Regions from separate parts of the Sus scrofa genome. Here region 2 is linked to region 1. The links are chromatin contacts, called in public HiChIP or PLAC-seq maps. All regions are on one chromosome and are shown on one strand. Each heading gives the region's core, a stretch centred on a gene start, on an enhancer-like site or on the middle of the called end of the contact. The rest is flanking DNA. Distances are from core to core; before and after follow the strand shown.

Region 1 (3,682 bases), core at 562-3,061:
CAAGGGCAGGGACCGAACCCGCAACCTCATGGTTCCTAGTCGGATTCGTTAACCACTGCGCCACGACGGGAACTCCCTGTAATGGTCTTTAACTCTGTGGAGGATGAGAATTGCAAGTAGATAGAACAACTGGTTCAAAAGCACTAAAGCAGGGCTTCAGGATTTATTCTAGATGTCCAAGGTATGCAGTAGGAACCGGTATTAGGAAATAATGCTGGAAAATGCTTTTCCAACCTTTAAGGTCAGTAATTTTTTTTTTTTTTTTAAGGTCAGTAATTCTGAAGTAGGTACAAGTTACCTGACCCACACTTTGAAGTAAGGCAGATAGATCTAGGTATGAATCTCTACTTGTTACATAAGCAAAGTTTTTGAACCTCAGATTATGCAACAGAATTATTTTAGTGATTAAGAGATCCAACGTATGTAGAGCTCATAACTGAGATGCCTGGCTGATTGGAAGTACTCAAATGTTTGTCTGACTCCTGTCATCCTATGAATAAAGATATGTAAATATAACAACTGTCTTTCAGTGTTTGATGAATGTCTGAGACTTGCTGAATGTTACTGAATTTTAAAAACAGAAAGCTGGAATAACTGCTGAGATGATAAAGTGTCTTCATGCTTGCCCTTTCTTACCACCAAATGTCCTTCACAATTTCTTCTGTAGTGTCATGTCACCACCGTCAACATGCTATTTGGAGATCACTCTAGCTCAGACTTCCAATTCTACAGCAAAGATTTGAAGTTGAGGGGAAAAATGACTGAAATAAATTAAAAACAAAAACCTGGAAGAGTCCTTTTCATTTTATTTCTATGGTCCATTCTAGCTTGATGAATTTCCAGTGAAAAGTTTGTTTCTGGGGCAGAAACTGCAGGTTTAAATAAAAGGCTCGTGGGCAAGTAACCGAGTTCACCACTATTAAAATGACCCAGAAGTCTTTCAAGTGTTTGGGAGATTATCTTTATGCTGATACTAAAAGGATATCTGCCAATATTCATTATTTACGGTTGAAACTAAAGGCAACTGTCTTTCTTTTAAAAGACGTCTGGCTCAAAATCAATTGCAAGAAAAGCCCAACTCAACATAGAGCTCTTTTCCACTATCGTCTCATCTCTCTCCCATCACAGATGGCGACTGAGGCTTAAGGTTTAACGTCCAGACACTAAAGCCGCTCATCGCTCGGGGATGGGGCACTAGGTGAGTACTGTCCGGCAGAGGATGGGATACTGCTAATCCTCCTCAGAGGCGCATCTGGGGTGAACCCGGGGACCAGAGTCCAATGCCCACCACTTCGCCCTTATCCTTAGAAAACCACCCGCTTCCCAGAGCGGGGCGGGGACCCGGCGAGCACCCAGCCCTCCAGTACCCAGCTCCGGCTCCAGTGTCCGCGCGCGACCTCCGAGGACCAGGAGGAGCGCGGGGCGAGGAGGCTCCTCTGCCTTCAAGAGAAGATGGCAAGAGCAAGTTCGGGTCGTGCGCGGGAAGGTTACTTACAGGAATAGCCCGGGGTCCTCGGTCCTGCGCCCGCGCTCCTTCAAGGAGAAGATTCTAAAAGCGGCGGCAGCCTAGGAGCAGCAGCCAAAGCGGCCGCCGCTGCCTGTAACCGCCCGGGCGTGGCAGGGACTGGTGGGCGACTTCACAACATCATCACTCGGCGACTTCGGTTTTGCAGCGACGCCGGCTCAATTACAGTCCCCCGCCCCGCACAATTGGGGAAGAGAGGACGAGACCCACTCTCCCAGCAGCCTCTAAGGCGCTAGCGCACTACCTGCTGGGAATTGCAGTTTCCTCTAGGCCACGCCCCTAGCACGAAAGGCCACGCCCCCTAACCGGCGGCCCCGAGGCGGGAGGCGGGGCCGCGACCCTGCAGCCGGGGTGGGGCGAATCCCGTCCCGGCGGGGTGCCCCGGGCTGGGGCCGAGTTCCAGGCCCACAGTCCCAGTCCGGGTCGCGCCGCCCTCTTGAGCTTCGCGGCCCGCGCTGGGAGCGGGCCTTGCGCTCTCGCCTTGCCCCTGGGCGGGCCGGGCACCCGGGCCCTGCACCTTTGGCTGCCTGAGGAGAGCTGCTGGCTTTGGTCGCCGCCTAGGTAATGAGGGGACGCCGGGCCGGGGAGGGTAAGGGAGGGACAGTTGGGACGTGAGGGAGCGCGGTTGCGTTCGCGCTAACCTCGGGAAGCCCGGGACTAGAACTCGCCACCCTGCCTCAAGCCCGAGCCCGGGCGGCCAGCGGGGCTGTGGAGGGAGCCCGGCTCTGCGTGGCGACCGGCCCGTGCGCCCCGCGCAGCTCCGGCTCTGCCCGGGAGTCCTGGGCCTCGCGGCGGCGGAGGCACCTGCGTGCGGCGTAGGCGGCGCCTGCTGGGGTTGGCGGTGCCAGGTGTTTGGGGGCCCATCCGCCCGCCGCGCTCTCCCCCGGCCCCGCCACCCCCACCCTTACCCTTGCTCTCACCTTTGGCCGTGCTTCCCCGCTCGAGAAGTTTCCAAACCGAGGACGCCCTCCGGCCCCCGCTCCGTGTGACACCTTCTGTGAGTTCGCTAACAAAGTGCCCCAAAACAGGACTCGGAAGGAAGCTTTTACATCATTAAATGCTCAAGCTGCGTTTGGTCCTCGGTATTTAAGTTCAGCGTTGTGTTGTTTCCTCGTGGGTTTGTTGTGTCAGGCACCTTTTCCCTTAGAACTTGATCAGAATTTGTGACAGCGCCTACCTAGCCTAGAGCCTGGCACACAGTAGGCACTTCGTAAATATTTTTTGAAAGTGTGAGTCACGATGCTAAGTTTGGAAAATTCTACTGAGTTGTGCGTCGCTCTAATTTTTAAGACTTTATGGGTTCCCAGGATCCCTTTGAAACTTACAGTAATCTTAGAGCTCTGCGCAGTTAAATCAGGTTTTTTGCATTCCCAGTAACAGTGGTCTCTTTTGGATGTTTACATTAACTAATTCTCTCCCCCCTCCCCAGTTGTGTAATTTAGATGCGCTCCTGATTTTCTCAGCAAGTGTTAATTTAACCTTTCAGATTAAAGCCTTAGGAGGAACCATTAATATAGAACAGATTTAAATTATTTATAAGGCTTTATCCTAATTAGCTTTTTAGATACAAGTGCAAGAGACCACACTGATGTACCTGTGAATATATTTAGAAATACAAGTCTCACCATGATTTTTTTTAAAGAATTTATATTTATACCTAGTGAAAGCGCATGCAGGAGAAAATTATGACAGCAAAGCTATCCTTCCCTCCCCCCGCTGCCCTTAGCAGGGGCAGCTGCTGCCTTGACCTCAAAATGTCTTATAATATTATCTCTTAATAGTCTGTCACATCTAAAGCAAAATCTCTGGGATTAACCCATGCACAGTTCTCACAGATTGTGTTTCTTATGAGTTTTTCTGGGAAAAAAAAAGTGTAATGGAGTTTACAAAATTTTTGTTGTTTAAGAACTTACTTATATTACGTGGGAAAAGCAGGAAACAAAATCCTGAGAACCAGGAAATTCAGTTAATCATGATATCTCTAATCTTACTGCTTGTGGGAATGTCCCCTACAAGTGGTCAGGGCCTTGTCTGCGGTGGTCACTAATGAGTGTCCCAAGTGCCTAGCACAGTGCCTGACCCATGACAGGCATTCATTAAACATTTGTGAAGTGAATACTTGGCTTTTTTAGTCAATAGCACAGTGACTTTCAGGTG
Region 2 (3,351 bases), core at 543-3,042, 220 kb after region 1:
TAACGAAATAACCCCAATATTTTCTGAACCTACATATACATACTCCCTTCAGTCTAATAATAAAGTGGATTGAACAGATTAAGAACTCTTATTTTGTCACTGACTAAAATCGGCTTAAACTCTGAGGAAACTATTCTAGCAAACAAAAGAGGATCAGAAGTCTGATAAACAAGACACTAAAACATTCCGAATGAATCCATTATCCTAACATGTGGACATTCAATCTTTGATGCAAAAGGTTTAATTATAACTGTTATTTCAATAATTCAAGTATTTTCCACCTTTAAATTTTTAGGAAGCCTTTTCTGAATTATCATAATTATGTAATGGTATAGTCTCAATATGTTTCACTTTATTGATTTTACGTTTTTAAAATTCAATAATAAAATTACTACAAATTACTTTTACCTTGGCACAGGTGGAAGGGCCCGTGGAGGACGCTATGGGGAACAGAAAAAGAAAACGGCTTGTAAGTAAAGCCTTAGAACATCTTTACTTCATGTACCTCACATTTTTGATAGCCCTGTTCATCAGTTAATGCCCAGGAGGCACTGATGAGGATCAAATGGGCAATTTTAAATTTGATCTATCATTTCTAAATTTCTTACAAAAATTCCTTCCTTCCTATATTCCTTACTATCTACAGGCCAGGGCCTGTTCTAAGCATTAGGGATACATTAATGAACAAAACAGAGAAATGCCTGCTTTTTTGGAATTACATTCTAGTGGTTAAGTATTAGAAGATAACATTAAATATATTTATACACACATATATCAGTATGTATACATATATATGCATATATAAATATATATAAAACCATGCACGTTATTACAGTAATGTGTATGATCATATGTATTACTTTAGTTAGGGAAAGTCTCTCTGAGATATTACAGCTGAGATTTGAATAAGAAAGGAACCAAAGGGAGCAAATACAAGGCTTTTAGGGGAGACTGGGCTTAAATAGTTCCAGATAAAAGAAAGCCAGTAAAGAAAAAGCAGTTATCCAAGCATGGGCAGATTAATTAGGAAGACCAAGGGAAGGAGCTTAGATTCTATTTTAATTCCATAGGAAACCGATGGAGGTTTTTAAGACACAGAGTAACACATTAAAAAAAAAAAAAATTCTCTGAACACAGCGTAAAGAACACATTTTAGGGCAGAAAGCATTAAAAAAAAAAAAACTTACAAAAACTTCTTTACATGAAAAAGAAAAGTGTTTGCAGTTCAGAAAAAATACAGTTAAGTGGCATTCTGGAATTTTTCAAAATAAAATACCAACAGAAATGTCTAAAATGCAGTTTAATGTTGCAAGTATCTCAAGCTGCTTGCAGAGGATACTGACTAAAAAGGGTTAAATTTTAAACACTCCGATTGTTTGTTCCACAATTGTCCCATTTCGCTATCCATTCATTCAAAAGATGTATTAATACAAATGCTACTACACTAGGACAAGGTCTTACCACTATCCAGCAGTTAAAATTCAACTGGAAAAAAAGAGAGTCACATGAAAGCGCTATTGTTCTCAAGATGCTAAGGACCGCGTTCTAACCAAGGGCTCAGTTCACAGGGTAACTCCACATTTCAAAAGTCCCGCAAAAATGAGGTGTCATCTATCCAGAAAGTCAGTCTCTACGCTCCTCAAAAGGTGGGTGGCTCAAGTAAACTCAAAAGGAACTAAAGCTGGCTTACCACTTGCTTCTTCCCCATCCTGTCTAAATCCGGGATGCCCCGCGGCCGTGGGCTCCCGGGAGAGGGTTCACCGCCGCCCGGCCCGCTCCCGCGCAGGCGCAATGCGTCATCGGGCTGCGCTGTCCAGGCCGCTAGGACCCACAGCCTCCTCCCAGCAAGATGGGAAGGAAGGGGAGCGGGGTGGGGGACCCTGTCTGGCCTTTTCTGTCTACTCCGGCGTTAAAGGGGGCATCGGAGTCCGGGCTGAAGTGCCCTGGAGGAGAGGCTCCAGCGGGCGCGGGGTAGCAATCACGGTTTTCCCCATGATTTCCCAAGTGGTTGCGGACATTTGTTCCAGGAATGTAAGAGAAGACCAGGACTGAAAGTTCCCCACTGGCAAACGGCGATCTCATTCCCGGGCGGCTAAATGCCCTCCGAGGGGCGTGAATAAGGAGGGCCTCGTCGACTGCCCCCGAAACTCGCAAGGGCTGGGGCCGCTGAGAAGTGAGGCGTCGTCATGGCAACGTGCGCACCCAGGCCCCCGGAAAATTCACGCCTGCCCCCTCACCCGATTCTTGGAGTTCGGGTCCGGCCTTGGGACGAATTTCCAGCCCCCAACCCCAACCCCAACCCCAAGCCTATCCTGTGAGCGCCGAAGGGGCTGCTGCGCGAGCTCCTGGAGCTGGGCTCTCCCCTTTCGATCCCGTCCGCCTCACCCCAGAGGTAGCTGCCCGGGTGGAGCAGAGGCCGACGGGCCCTAAACCGCTCACCGGGTGGTCCTCCTCCACCCCGAGCCCGGAGTCGGCCCTCATGGCTTGGTGCCCGCCGGGCTGCCTCGGCGCAACTGCCGCGGGCCCGAGGCTGCTTCCCCGCGATGCAGAGGTCTCTCGGACTTGCGGGAGGCGGGGGCTTGGTGGCGCCAGACTAGGGCGCCTCCCCAGGTCTCCGCCCGCCTCCGCGCGGCCAAGCTTCGCAATCCCTGGTGTCAGAGACGCATTTAACCACCAAGCCCAAAGTTTAGCTTGGGGTTTGAGTGTGTGTGTTGACGCAGGCGATTCTCGGATTTTCTTCCATTGCTTACCCTCCATCCAAAGAAGCACAGCATAAAATCAAATCTAGGCTCACCAAAGTGTTAATAATGGCTTAATTTTCTTCATTTTGTTTAGACATTTTAGAAAAATAATAAGTATTCATTTCACATGGAAAACTACAGATATTTTGAAGTTTAAGGTTAAGAAGGAGTAAGGGGATGGTGTGGATATGACATACAGGAGTAGGAAGAGCTGCTGGAAGACAGCCTTCGTGGAATAACGTCCTCATGGGGGGGGGGGGAGGTGTCTCAGATATTGGTCTCTACCACCGAAATCCATTCCTCTTTCCTAATTTAAGCATAAATGTAGATACTAGCTTTGGGGAAAATTAATGATTGTTACAGCTCTGATCAAAATAACGTTTCATTGTAGCCTAATGTGTAAAATGATGGGAGCAGTGCTGTTTCTGTAAGTTCTGGTGTTAGATGTGAAATGTGTGTATTAATGCTTCTTGCAGTTAGTCAAGTAGACACTTTTTGTAAAATTCATGTTCATGAAACAGAAGTTTCATAAGGTAAAATGCAGTTTTTGAAATTAGACACTAATTTTATTTAGGAAAGCTCTTCTTATCTGAATCATACAAAGGCCATG

What was found. HiChIP or PLAC-seq counts read pairs in DNA pulled down with a chosen protein or histone mark.
Region 2: an H3K27ac HiChIP or PLAC-seq map of alveolar macrophages shows a contact between it and region 1. The contact joins the promoter of TMEM237 here to the promoter of STRADB in region 1. A contact is called at or near these places in 1 of 47 Hi-C or Micro-C datasets (heart right ventricle) and 1 of 2 datasets of contacts at active chromatin or transcription factors (alveolar macrophages).

The regions. Positions count from the first base shown.
Region 1 is chr15:105,053,407-105,057,088 of Sscrofa11.1, forward strand. STRADB (STE20-related kinase adapter protein beta) reads left to right here and starts at 1,812. Exons shown (of 12, transcript XM_003133587.5): 1 at 1,812-2,086. TRAK2 (trafficking kinesin-binding protein 2) reads right to left here and starts at 2,648. Exons shown (of 16, transcript XM_021075699.1): 1 at 2,446-2,648.
Region 2 is chr15:105,274,015-105,277,365 of Sscrofa11.1, forward strand. It overlaps TMEM237 (transmembrane protein 237), which reads right to left and starts at 1,793. Exons shown (of 13, transcript NM_001243665.1): 1 at 1,691-1,793; 2 at 409-440. The coding sequence starts at 1,708. It overlaps MPP4 (MAGUK p55 subfamily member 4), which reads right to left. Exons shown (of 20, transcript XM_021075035.1): 20 at 3,281-3,351.